2 separate regions of the Anser cygnoides genome follow, and region 2 is linked to region 1. The links are chromatin contacts, called in public Hi-C maps. All regions are on one chromosome and are shown on one strand. The core of a region is the stretch at or near the end of the contact, and the rest is flanking DNA. Distances in the headings are between cores, read along the strand shown. Region 1 overlaps ADD3 (adducin 3). Region 2 holds the start of XPNPEP1 (X-prolyl aminopeptidase 1).

Region 1 (6,627 bases), core at 2,010-4,509:
ACACAGGTACTCAAGGAAGTCAAACTGTCAAATTACACCCTTACGTTGACACAAGATAGTATTTGCATTAGGAAAAAAAAAAAGCAGTCACACCTCCCACCAACCCTCCCAGCCATCCAGTCCTTCTGCCTCTGTCACCTCTTCACGTTCGTGCCAGCTTGTGAAGTAGGATGGGTGGGAGAAACTACTCATCTGCTGATTTTACGTTTGGGTTTATTTTTTTTTTGGTCAGCCTGAACTTTTGTTTTTAAATGGCTGTTATTTTTGGCTGTGTCAGCCCCCCGGCCAGCTCACTGCACAGCTACCCATGCTGTTCTGGTACGGAGCTGGTGATGATACGGGGATGCCTCAAACTACTCCTGCCAGCAGAGGGCAGACACAATGATCCGTCATACTACAGCCCAAACTGGTTACAAACCAAATATGCTAATCCACTGCCATGCACTTAATTTAAGTCTTTCTGCTTTTGAACAGAGTAAGCTAATGAAATAGTCATCATCTCCTTTCAGACACCACATTAAGGAGACTATGTGGCGGCAGGATATTTTTCCTGAGAAGTACGAATTTAAGTGTATCTGAACCCATTTTTTGTTTCTGTACTAAAGCTATAGCATCATTTTTGCACGCTCATATGGTGCAACACTAAAGTCAACATGAATATGCAAGCAGTTCAACTCATGCTTTGCTCAGTGCGAGCTGGAGCTGAACCACATAGCCAGTTTCTTCTCCACTGCTAAAAAGTGAGATGGCATCATGGGCTGCTGATATCCACCCAAAACACGAGGACGGCACCTTCACCCGAGGACGTGAGCCTTGCTGAGGTGGGGACGGTGACCTACTATGTGCCCACCCCATGCCCCAGAAGCAGCACCGGCCTGCTGCGGGCTGCACTGCCATGCTCTCCGACAGCCTGCCAGTGTTTTTCAGATCGAGCTGGAGTGGGGAAAAAAAAAAAGAAAAAAGAAAAAAGAAAAAAGCCTAGAATGAGGGTTTGACGCATACAATATGCTCTGCCACATGGCCATAAATGCTACTTGCATGTGTTAAGTCTCAGAACTGAACTTTTGTACTTAACCTTGCAGACACAAACTACTTTAGTCATACGCATTCGGGTATCCTTTCACTGTTGTGCGACAGCTTTTAAAGATGGAGAGCCCGTGGTGAGCTCCTGTTCTGGGTGGCAGGACTACAAAGAGCACCAACAGCCGCAGAGGAGTGTGCTCACACACCACAGGGCTTCCATGCCTCGCTCCATCCTCTTGCTTGCTTGCACCAGCATGGTGCTACGGCCGTGCAGACAGCAGGAGCACTGAGATTACACTGCTCTTTACACACACACGCAAATTGCGTCCCTAAAACCTCACTTTAAGAGAAGGTCGGTCACCCACAGATACCAAGTCGGTTCGTTGTTTCCCTGTCCCCATACTTGTTCCTTTAAAAGCAAATTTTCTTTTGCTATTCCTATTTCTTTTGTAGTTGCATATTTTTAATAAGTACCCAGTACACTGCAATTCACCAGACAGAGTTTTAATTTAGAGGTGAGTTACGTTTTGCTTGGATGTAAGTCTTATTTACATATGCAAACACATGCATATATTTAGAAATGACATTGAAGTGCACTTGGAGCGCCTGAGAGCTGCCACCTCTGCCTGGGTACACAGGGTGACTGGTCCTACGAAATGGTACAGAGTCTGTGCATGCAGGCTATTTCTGAGGCAATTTAAAAAAATCACCTCCTTAAACTGAGTAAAAGCACCAGACTGGCTAATAAATTAAACCATTTGTTAAGCAGTAATTAGCTTCTGTACTTACTAGACTTGAAAAGCATGTCAGTCCTACCTCACACCCACTTTTCCTCTGTTTCTCTTCCACCCTCTATACCATGAAGTTCACAAAAAGCACAGTAAAACTGAACTCTGCAATGAGTGCTCAAGTCTGTCTTGGTTTACATTGTTTTTCTGTATTAGCACCAAAACCCACATACAGATGTAAGGGTTCACCCAAAAGCACCTGAATACCGAGCTCAAACCGCCTGTTTTTATGGCGTGGCAAGACACCTCTCCTGGAGAGGCGTCCTCACTGCGGCACAGGGAAGGAGACCTACAGGAGCTGCTAGGGGGAAGACCTCTCCCTGTGGCACATGCAAAAAGCTGCTCTCACAAAGCACGGCTGCGCTGAACAACAAGGATGGAACTGAAGTTAATTTCTTCTTCCTCTTCTACATTCTTCTGCCTGTTCCCACTTTGATCCAGGGCAAAAACCCAACCGCTGCGCACAGAAAGCATCCTCCCAGCCCCGCTGCCCAAGAGGACTGGGCGAGGACCACAGCAGCAGAGCAGACTTCCAGCCCATCGAGTTGCACGCTTTCTAATAACGCGTTTCCTCATGGTGTTGAGGGCTGCTACAGAGGATCTGCAGGCAGAGGGCCCCCCGCAGAGCAGCACACAGCACAGCGATGCCAGCAGCAGCGCTGGCTCCCAGCTGGAGACAGAAGCACGAGCCCTCTCCCAGTGCCACCACGGAGCTTACGCATCCCAAAGAATGAACTGTTCATCCCCATTTAATCACTTACATTAACAACGCCCCTACCACAGCAAGTCATAAATGTGATTAGCAAATATTTACATATTACAAAGAATCTCAGTACTTATTAGTTGGGTGTAAAAGCCTTCCTTTATCCGCTTCCGAGGCTAGCTAGCACTTCAGAGCACCAGCACGGGATACAAGTCAACTTACAGAGCAGAGATCACATTACTGGTGTTTGACCTTACCTCAGGGGACAAAAACCCCTCAGAGTAATGTCAGGGAGCTTTAACCCCAAGTGTGCATTTCCATTTAATTTTAAAACCATAAACATAGACAGAAGACAGAAATACCTATTTTCAACAAGAATAATTGCATTTCTTTTTTTGGTTTTAAGGATTCTGATGAAACCTTGGCAACACAAGCACTGCAGCACCAAAGCAGTTTCGATTTTTGGTTCTCATGACCTAGCTTATATTCATGCTACAAACTGAATGAGGTTTCGAAAACAACAGTCAGCAAAGAGGAACAAAGTACAACACAGGTGGAAAAAAAAGATTGTATTTTAAAATTGATACTGTTTTAAAGAAAGGTGGGGCTTGGGTAATGAAAAAAATGGGTAGTGTTTTCCAAAACATTAAAACACAATAAAAAGCTATTTTTTTCTTAAAGACTTATCTCTGCTTATCTACATAATCACTTGTGGTTAAGTTACCTAAAATATTTCACGGGTCAGTAGGCAACAGAGCGCTAAATTAAAAGATTATGTTCTGGTAGTGCTTATCCGTACTAAGCTGTGAAAGTACGTGAACACATAACCCACACACATACACAAGCAATGGCTGAAAAAGCTCCCTAAATCCTTTGGAAAAGATGGAACCTAGGTTCCTCTACAATAAAAACTAAAAACTTATCTGTGAGAAAAAAAACACACAACAACATTTAATTGGAAAAGCTGATTGCAGCCGAAACCTTTTGCATTTTGCAACACCCTTCCCCTCCCACTCTTGCAACTTCCTCTGGTGACTGTTTTCTGGGGCTTCCTCTGAGCGGCACTGATGCAGGAAGAAAACAATTTCACTCTTCACGCAGACCTATGCAGCGTTACGGACAGAAGAACGAAGTTTGATGCAGATTTTTTTTTTTTTTAAATCCCAACCTGGAAAGCAGCGTTTGGAGCCACAGGGGCTACTCTGGCAATCCCTGAGAGCCCTCCCTGCTCGCTGGTACAACGTGTGACATCAGGTAGCCGAGAGGAATCTTATCGATCCCAGGGCACATCAGAAGCCTTGATTTATGACAGTTTGATTTTCCTGAGAAGCGTCACGGCCAAAGCAGCTGCCTCCCGGGCCTGAAGGAGGCCAGAGGCTGTGACGGTGGGCGACCCAGATGACGGACACGTGGCAACTGCTGGATTTCACACGTGTTTACACCAGCAGCCCATCCTGGGTACGGCAGCACTCAGCCAGACCTTTTTATAGCCCAAACCACTGGATTCCTCCTCTTCACGCCACGTCCTGACCCTTCCCCTCAGCAGCGAGCAGGCCGACAGCTCGGCAAGGACCCGAGGGCCGCGGACCGAGCACGCCACGCTGCAGCTCACCGCCCTCCGAACTCCTCAGCGAGGAAGGGGAAGCCCGGCCAACAGCTGATCCCGGCGGGGACATTCGTAATCGGAGACGTGAAGAAAAGATGAAATCGTGCCAGGCCTTCGATCATAAAGTCTTCGGGACAAATTGTATCTTTATTTATGTTACGCACCACGCCCTGCGTGATTCCCCCAAGTTCACCTCAGGATCTCTGAATCACTCTACTATAAATTTTAAACATGCAGCAGCAACATAATCCATATTAATTCACTGATCCCAGCTTAGCCATGTAAAAGTTGACTAACTCCTCAAAAAAAGGAATTTCGACACTTTACTGACCCGTATGGATATTTCATGTTACACAGAAAACAATGTCACTTTAAAAAAAGCTGATTTATGATAGTAATAACCAAAAATTAAGTACGTTTTAGATAACGCAACTGCATATACTTATTTCACGCGCGATGAACAGGTATAGAGGGAACGATCACAGATTTTTAATTATAGTTTAAAAACAGTAATTTTAGGAATCAATGAAAGTATGAAACAAACGATGGCACCAACCCCAGGCCTGACTGTGCAGCAGGCGCGTTGCCACTGACCACTGGGAGAAGAATGGAAAAAGAAAAACAGGCACCTTGAGAATAAAGCTAGAGATTTACTCTAGTAAATGCTCACCCAAAGACATCTATGAACTGAGGTGTAGAGAAGGTACTGTTAGTAGGACTTTAACAGCCTCTATCATCCACTGGATGGCATGGAGAAAACAAAACAAAACCAACCCAAATCCCATAGTACACTATTACTACAAATTATGCTGACAGTGGCTTTTCTCACTCCATTCAGTCTCAGAAGGATCTTGCTTTTTCTTTTCATTACTGGAATAAGTTTTGCCTCAACATATTGGACAAATTTTCCCCTTCTTGGTCCATTTGCAACCATAAATTAAATGCTAATGCGTGTTAAAACATAACAAGAAGAAAGCAGCATTTAATTAAGGTTGCCAAATACATGCAAAATTCTCATCTGCAGAGGACTTAACTTGATATGCACACCTTATGCTACCATTTTTCATATTTTCTTGGCTGGCTCGAGGCGATCCTACCCTTCCCAACTCGCGCGTTTCAGCTCTCCAAATGCCACCCCAGCACATCTGTCCACGAAGCAAGGGTCTGAACTGGATACATGAACACATCAGGGCTAAGAACAATTTGGGAGAGGAAGGCAGGGGAAAGTACGGAGCAGAGAAGGGCCACATGGAGGTTCAGAGGGCAGCCAGGACCTCCTTTATGAAAGTTCAAAAGACAGCTATACTTAATTACCAGAGTTCAAAGCATCTTGCTTTAATTATCCTTCCCTGGGAAATCCCTAGATTAATGGTGGTGCACTAATGCTTTTTTCTGTGTTTACTCACATTTCTAATACTGTCTTTAGCTTGCTTCAAAATAATTAAAAAATACTTGACTAGTAAATCCAAGTTTCTACTGCAGTCAAAGTCTTACCTACATAAATATGCGCATTAATCTCAATTGACTTGGCCTGCATTTGACCTGTTTCTTGTCTCTGGCACCTTCTGCTAACAGCACTAGAAAAGCAAATTGAATTTAGAGAGGCAAAGGTCTTATATACCTTCAGGAATGGAAAATTACTCAACTGGATTTCAAGGCAGCCAGTCTGAAGTCAAATGGTCATTTTGGACTTAGCCACAGCGCTGAGCAGAGAAGCAGATGTGCCCAGCGCAGCAGCCAGCACACCCCTGAACAAGTGCTGAGGATTTATTGACAAACGCCTCGGTAGGACGCACAGCGAGGGGTACGGTGAGTCAGTGCTAAGCGCATAGAAAGTAGTTTTTAAGATGTCAAAAGCAGAATGTATAAATACTTCATAATTGGGCTGCTATTATTTTCCAGTTCAAGCAAGCAATTATTTATGTTCATCACTCCTTTTCCATCATCACCTGCAAGCATTGGAAGTCTGGATAATAAAAGAAGATGCTCCGCAAACTACTCCAGTATCCCAGCACGGATGCACCCTGCATACTGTCCACAATCCTGGGTACATGCAAACACCTGCAGTGGTTGTTTCTAGAACGCAGCCTGACATCAAAACCTGCTGGAGATTTACACTATATTCTCTTTCACCTAAGCAGCTGCATGAAATGTGAAGAAAATTGGCCGATTTTCATGTCTAATGGTCAGCCAGTCCAAGGCACAAGTGACAGAATTTCCTAACAGCCAAGGCGGCACCAGCAAGCAGCTCCACAGGACACGTACTTTCTACCAAAACACTGCCATGCAAGTGAAGAAAAGCTTTTCTACAATTTCTGTAAGAGGAAAAACAAGGCAGGCTCCTAGAATGAGCTGCAGCAGACGCAACTCACGGCCAGTCGCTAAGACCCAGGTCATGATTTTGGATCAGCGTGTGCAGCCTCTAAGTGACCACATACCCAGCATGGCAGGCGTTCCTGCTATTCCTTCCCCAAGCAATTCTTCCATTTTTGACTCCTATTTTTCTT
Region 2 (6,627 bases), core at 3,024-5,523, 82 kb after region 1:
GATTCATTTAATATATTGCACAGCTCAGTATGCCAAATTATTTCCAATGTGCTCAGGCCCCAGGGATTTTTCCACAGGTGAACAGGTCTCGCTTGCAGAGGTTGTGACTTTGGGTGGGAGCTGGGGCTTGTAAAATGGGGTCCTTATGTATATTTACGAATGAATCTCTGCTGCATGGTGAATGCTAATTGCAAACAAAATCCACATCTGGTCCTTCTCTGTCAATGCCAGATGCATCTTGGAGTCCTGACAATGCGTGCCTGGTGGGTAACCAGTTTCCTAAGGAAATGAGGCTGCACAGGCTGTGCGCTCTGTCCATCCGCCCGTCCATCACCACCTCACAGAGGTTTGGGGCCCCTCACACACCTCCCAGAAAGCCTGAGGGCAGGACAGGGAGTGCGGAGAGCCCCGGGTCAGTGCTGCCGGAGGAGATGGGTGCTGTCCCCAGCCCTGGCCACTTCGGGGCAGAGCCAGCAGGGCCAGGCCGTGGGTTGCAGGCACACGGCATCGCTGGTATCATTCCCCAGGGAGACACGGGAAGCTTGCGTGATAATGGTGCTCCCAGGCGTCAGGCCAAAACACAGGCATGCTGGGCACTGAGCCCCGGTAACGTTTGTGCTGATGAAGACCTCGGGGAAGAGTGGCATCATGTTAGCTGAGGAAAAGTCTCTGTTGCACAATAAGCATCTTTTTTTTTTTTTTTTTTTTGTATTTAAATATAGACAGTATGTCCAGTCCATCAAGGATACACCTGCTAAGCAGCACTGTTTTATGCAAGCGGAACAAACCATCTCCTAAAGCACTTGACAGGGCAGCAGTGTCTGCCATGCTCTCTTTTGCAGGCATTAGATCTATCTAGCTTTTTCCATCTTTTTTTTTTTTTTTTTTTCCTGCTATAGCAGACAAGGGGAAAAGAAAAGGTCTTGGAAGTCACTACGAGGCTCACGCTTCCCTTGCAAGCAGCCGAGTGCAGGCGAGCAGGGATGTGTGCTGCTCAGTGTGGAAACAGATCCGGGGGGAGAGCTCAGCAAACATTTTATTTCCATCCTTGGCATTAAAGGCTTATAAGTAGAGTCCTACCGTCTGGTACTCAACTGAAAAGAGCCCTGGGACATCTACCTGGCCTGCTGCTGCCTCCCTTTCCTTCCCAAATGCACAAAGGCAGCCGCTGGGAACCAGCCAAACCCGATGAACTTCCAGTGTTGGCTGGATGAGGCGTCCTCGTAAGGAAGGCTGAGACAGGATCTCTAGATAGGCTTGTTCCATCCCTCCCTGCTATCTTTTCCCCCAAACACACCATTTGTTGTTGCAGTCTCTAGTTCCACTGTTTCCAAACATACAAAAATTATTTTAAATGTGATCCAGAAGAGACTCATTACACGTGTTTGGAGTCTCTGTTTAACTCAGAGCTGAGAGCTTTAAATACCATCACTTTTGTGCTGAACCATTCTCAGGACTCGCCGTGCCTCGGCACGCTACATGCTGCTGTTACACACTACCAAAATGCAGGTGTTAATTGCTGGGTAATTTTATAGGGTGGAAATAGGAAGAAAACCATTCTCAAAACATGTGCTCTCTCCTGGGCACGCCTGCAGGCTGTGAGGACGTGCCCTGGCTGAGCCAGGCAGAGGCTGGACCATGAAGCTGCTGCGGCGCTGCGATCAGGGCAGCATGCACGGCGGGCACAGGGCAGCAGCACGAGTCCGGCGGCTCGGTTATTACCCGGGACGGGATGCTGCAGCACTGCCAAGAGAAAAGGGGCTGCTGGGCAGTCGTGGCATGAGTGCACCCTCGTGTTTCAGCCCGGGAGATGTCCCAGGCCACCAGTGGGATGCTGCCCTCTGAAAGCCAGCTCGTGGTGTGAACTGAGCTGTTCCCCCAGCGCAGGTGTTCAGCCCCATGCCACAAATCCCCCTTTCCTATTGCTGCCTCTCCACAGCACCCTGCGTGGGACCAGCGGTCTGCCCAGAGCTACCTGGGGCCACCTCCACCTCTCCGGTCCCACCAAGGTGCACCAACAGCCAACGGTGCCGTTAAAAAGCTCTGGGCTCCCTTGGGGCCAAGGGTCATCTCAAAAGATTAGATTGCAAAGCAGGAGTCATAATTTCACCTGTGCCCAACAGGAGAAGGTGAACAAAATGAAAGCTGCAGCTATAATAAAGGTATCATGGGTATGGGAGGGCTGATAAGATAATGGGAGTTCTTTTATGGCTTATTTCCCAGCCTTGATCTCTTGATATGGATCAAGATTACAACAGAGTTAATGGCTCTGTCATATGGCGAGGTTGGTCTCAGGCAATTTTGGTTGCTACTTGCTAGGCCGTCCTCCGTCTCCCCTCTCTTTTGTAATCTGATGGAATATAGCATTGTAAGAACATAAAAGATAGCCCATTTAGGACAATTTAATAAAAAGCAAGGTATTTTGAACCACTTTCATAAAACACCTTTGCAACAGAACTTGCACCATTTTAGCTGAGATCAAACAGCTGCTTAGAAAGGACAGTTTCATCTCTTTAGTCATTTCAGATTACATATCATACACAGCACTGCCTGATAAATGAATTATTAAAATATTTTACATTACCTACATTGGCACATTCATTAGAAGCTTCCCAGAGACCCCAAATGCCCAGGAAATAAGCATCAAACATTTGGGCTTAACTGGAAAGCTCATTCCACTTTCTCTTATTTAACTGACAGGCCATGTATTATTCAAATGAAATAAATAGTGCTGCCTCCCGTGCACATCTGGGCAAAGCCTTTAGCAGCAGTCCTCTGCTGGCTCCTTCAGCCTGGGGATCCACCCACCTTCCCTGGGGCTGTGTCTCAGCACCAGTCCCCAGCGCACCCTGGAGCCCCCCAGTGCTCATCCACAGGCCGGACACTGGTCCTGCGGGGTCAGGCCACTGGTGGCACTGGGATGCTGAATGTCCACGGGTTATCCCTACTTGCACAGGCAAAGAGATCTCTGGACCTCTTCTCCTCCAGGATGGGGAAAGCAGGGGCACAAACCATGGTGCCTGGAGGCCCTCCAGGTCTGCTGGGTGAAATAAAGGAACTGGGAACTCAAGGGTTTAGGTCTCATTTCTGCTTTTTTTTTTTTTGACAGAAAAAAAAGTCTTTTTTTTTTTTTGGGTCCTCCACCTATCGAACAGCCTTGGTGCTGCCTGCTGCAGCGTAATGAGATGTCTGTGAAATGCTTCCTGGCCCCTATACATCTGTTCTTACAAGATGCTCATCTTCTGGAATGAGGTTCCTACGAGAATACCCATCACAGAATCACAGAATCACAGGATATCTGAGTTGGGAGGGACCCACAAGGATCACCAAGTCCAACCCCTGGCTTCACACAGAACCACCCAAAAATCAGACCCTGTGTCTGAGAGCGTTGTCCAAATACTTCTTGAACTCTGATGGGCTCAGGGCCACGACCACTGCCCTGGGGAGCCTGTCCCAGTGCCCGACCACCCTCTGGGTGCAGACCCTTTCCCTAACCCCCAGCCTGACCCTCCCCTGTCCCAGCTCCATGCCGTTCCCTCGGGTCCTGTCGCTGTCCCCAGAGAGCAGAGCTCAGCGCCTGCCCCTCCGCTCCCCTCGTGAGGGAGCTGCAGGCCGCCATGAGGCCTCCCCTCGGCCTGCTCTGCTCTGGGCTGAACAAACCAAGGGAACTCAGCTGCTCCTCACACACCTTGCCCTCATCATTTCTGTAGCCCGCCCTTGGACACTCTCTGGTAGTTTTATGCCCTCATGTTGTGGTGCCCAGGACTGCACACGGCAGTGCTGGTGGCGAGGCCGCCCCAGCACAGATCAGAGCAGGACAGTTCCTTCCCTCAGCCGGCTGGCAGTGCTGGGCCTGATCAGCTTGAAATTATTCATGGCGCCAGGAAGGGAAGGAAATTGTCTGAATTTTAACATTCAGCCAGTCAAGTATTATTAGAAGCCACGGGTGGGTACAGAAGCTGTCACAACACGGCCCTGTGACACCAAGGGCTTAATAACTGCAGCTCTCGGAGCCGCACTTGGCTCCCAGTGCTTTGGGCAGTGTGCGCGCAGCCTCCTCGTGCGCCTCATCAAGCCGAGCCCCTAACTGGGAAGAGAAAGAAGAGAGGAGAGGAAGGCGGGTGGCGTTTTGGTCACCACACCAAGCACAGCGCCATCGAAGCAATGACTTCATTTATTTTAACATTTCCGTTTGAATTTCCTCATTGCTTTCATTTTAACCTCCAGAGGGCCGCCGGTACCCACTCAGCGCCCGGCCCCGCGCAGGGACCGCGCTGAGGAGACCGAGCGAGGGACGCTGAGGGCGGCGAGCGAGGCGGCCCGCTGACGTCACGCGCCGTGACGTCACGCGCCGTGACGCGAACACTCCGCCCCGCGCTCCCGTGACGTCGCCCGCGACGTCATCAGCGGCGGGCCTGGGCGGCAGGTGAGGGCGGGCGGGGGCTGCGCGGCCGGGGCCGGGTCACGGGGGCCGGGGGAGGCGGCGGCGGCGGCTCCCGGCGGCCCGGCCCCGTCCGTCCCCCCGCCGGCCGCCGCAGCGCCGCGGCCCTGCCTGTAGGGCCCCGCGGGGCCGGGCCGGGCGGTGCGGTGCGGTGCGGGCAGAGGTCGCCGTGCCGTGCGGGCTCGCCCTTTGGCTCCCCGGGCGCGGGTCGCCGAGGCCCGGCGGCTCGCGGGATGGAGCTCGGTGAGCGGCGGCACGGGGAGCCGGGGGGCGGCGGCGGGGCAGGTAACCGGGGCCTGGTGCCTCGGGAAGCGCCGGGGCAGGGACGGGGCCGTGCTGCTGGTCGGGGCCGTGCGGCGCCCGCTGCCTGAGCTCCGGCTCTGCGGGGCTGCGAGCCCTGGGGTCAGTAACGGCTGGCAGGGAGGAGGCCGCGGTAGCTTCACGGGGGCTCGTAGTTACAGAGGGGCCGCAGCAAAGGGCTAGCGAAGGCCTGACAGAAAATAGCTCGGCCTTCTCTGCGAGGTAAAGACAACGTTACTGGAAAGTTCGTGGAATTTTTTTTTTTTTCATGCTGACTTTTTAATTTTTTTTCTTACGCTCTACGGGCTATCTAAAATCAAGGTCCTCCCTGATATGCTTTTCACTGCTAATCAAGCTGCGTTCTGTTTTTAATAGCAAATCTTTCAACAGTGAGCACTTTTTCGATCTATTTTTTTCTCTCCTCGAGAGAACCTCTTGCTTGCTAAGAAAACCGGGCCTTGTCAGCAAGGGGCTTAATTAAAAGGCAAAGCCTTGTCGTTCTTGCCCGTTCAAATGAGACCTTCAAGCTCCTGGAGACAAAGCACGGGTTGAGAAAGGAAGCTGTGTCCTCATGAGTTTATTTAAAATAAAAAAGTAAATCTCCTGGCTGGTCATAATGTTGTTGTTCTCCCTCTTCTATGTTTTTTCTCTCTAAATAAATCAGCAGCGGTGTTATAAAATCCTACAGGAGCTTGTTATGAAGGACGGACAGAAACAATCACAATATAATAAAGTGCAGCGTAGTTTGCACACGCTGTGGAAAAAATATGAAATTTGTTCTGAGAATAAATCTGAAATGTAATCTAATCCCAGCGAAGCCACTGGGGTCAGGTTATCATTTTGATGGTGCAGTGTGTGACGCTTTTGAGCCTCCTTTGCTCCTTGTGAACTGGGTTTTAAAGCACGGTGTGCCAGCATGCAGCCAGCTTGTCACACGTGAGTCTGTGTGCTCTGAGCTTCTTGTGACGAGGAGTACGAGTGATGGTTTCGGGTAGAGACTCCCACACCTGAAAGCAGCAGGTTTTAGTGCAGTTCCTGGCTCAGTCACAGTGTTGCTGCGTGGCCTTTGTCAGATCACGCTGCGTTCCTATGGCTCTGTGAAATGGTGGCATGTCTTCTGCCTCCCTGTTTAGATGGCAAGCATCACAGGACTGTGCTTTACTGTCTTTTGGCCCAAGACAGTAATGTTTCTGGGGGCTTCTGGTAGTTACTGAGGTGTAAGTAGAATAAGAGTGTGTATAAGCAAAAAATGTTTGAGACTTGCCTGCTGTTTGCTTCTGCCATCTGTTCGGTGTTTGTGGACATAGCTGCGGAATGAGCTGTGGAACGAACTGGTCAGAATAAAATGCTGTGCAGTGTGGTGTTCAGGCGGCACAGAGCCTGCCCACCCTGCGCTGGGAGTGATGGCATTGAGGTTACAGCATCCCGGTCTGCACCTGTATGTGTGAAAGGGGTGGGCAGAGGACTGGGAAGGGGATTTTTTGGGCACAGTATCGAGAGGTAAGTGAGGAAAAGGCAGAGAGAGTCTCTGAAGGCATCACTTGATTTTCATAGGCTTTCAGGCCAGGCCTCCCCCACAGCTTACACAACCTCTGCAGCTCGTTGCGGAGCGAGGCACCTCAGCCTTCGCTCTGGCTTCCCAGCAGCGTGGCCTTCCGTGTCCCTGCACGGGGCTCCAGCTGCTGATGTTTTTTGGGAAGCAGATTGGGAGGCTGCCGTGCATTGCAATACTAAAGGTGCACCCATTGCAGAACCAGGGCGAGGGAGTGTGCTTGGTCTGTGCCCTTGTTTTCCTTTCCATCCACGCTGTGCCCCACTCCTGGCTCCTTTATCCCAGCTGAGCTCAGCAGAGCATTTGCCAAAGGTCTTTAGGGAAGGTTCCTTTA

The links. Hi-C and Micro-C count contacts between places; a contact is called where the count stands out from the background.
Region 2: a contact with region 1 is called in a Hi-C map of liver, with 1.6 times the contacts expected there. The contact joins the promoter of XPNPEP1 here to the enhancer-like site in region 1. A contact is called at or near these places in 5 of 7 Hi-C or Micro-C datasets (fetal liver, granulosa cells and liver).

Annotation. Positions count from the first base shown.
Region 1 is chr7:11,105,217-11,111,843 of Taihu_goose_T2T_genome, forward strand. The region is part of intron 1 of ADD3 (adducin 3); the gene reads right to left. Among named protein-coding and RNA genes, the nearest start is that of MXI1, 47 kb to the left of the region's middle. Within about 2 kb of position 3,260, at least 1 of the 3 cell types and tissues checked has open chromatin away from gene starts, as enhancers often do. A contact at or near this core is called in liver, where this site is marked.
Region 2 is chr7:11,186,291-11,192,917 of Taihu_goose_T2T_genome, forward strand. It overlaps XPNPEP1 (X-prolyl aminopeptidase 1), which reads left to right and starts at 4,274. Exons shown (of 20, transcript XM_013174537.3): 1 at 4,274-4,426.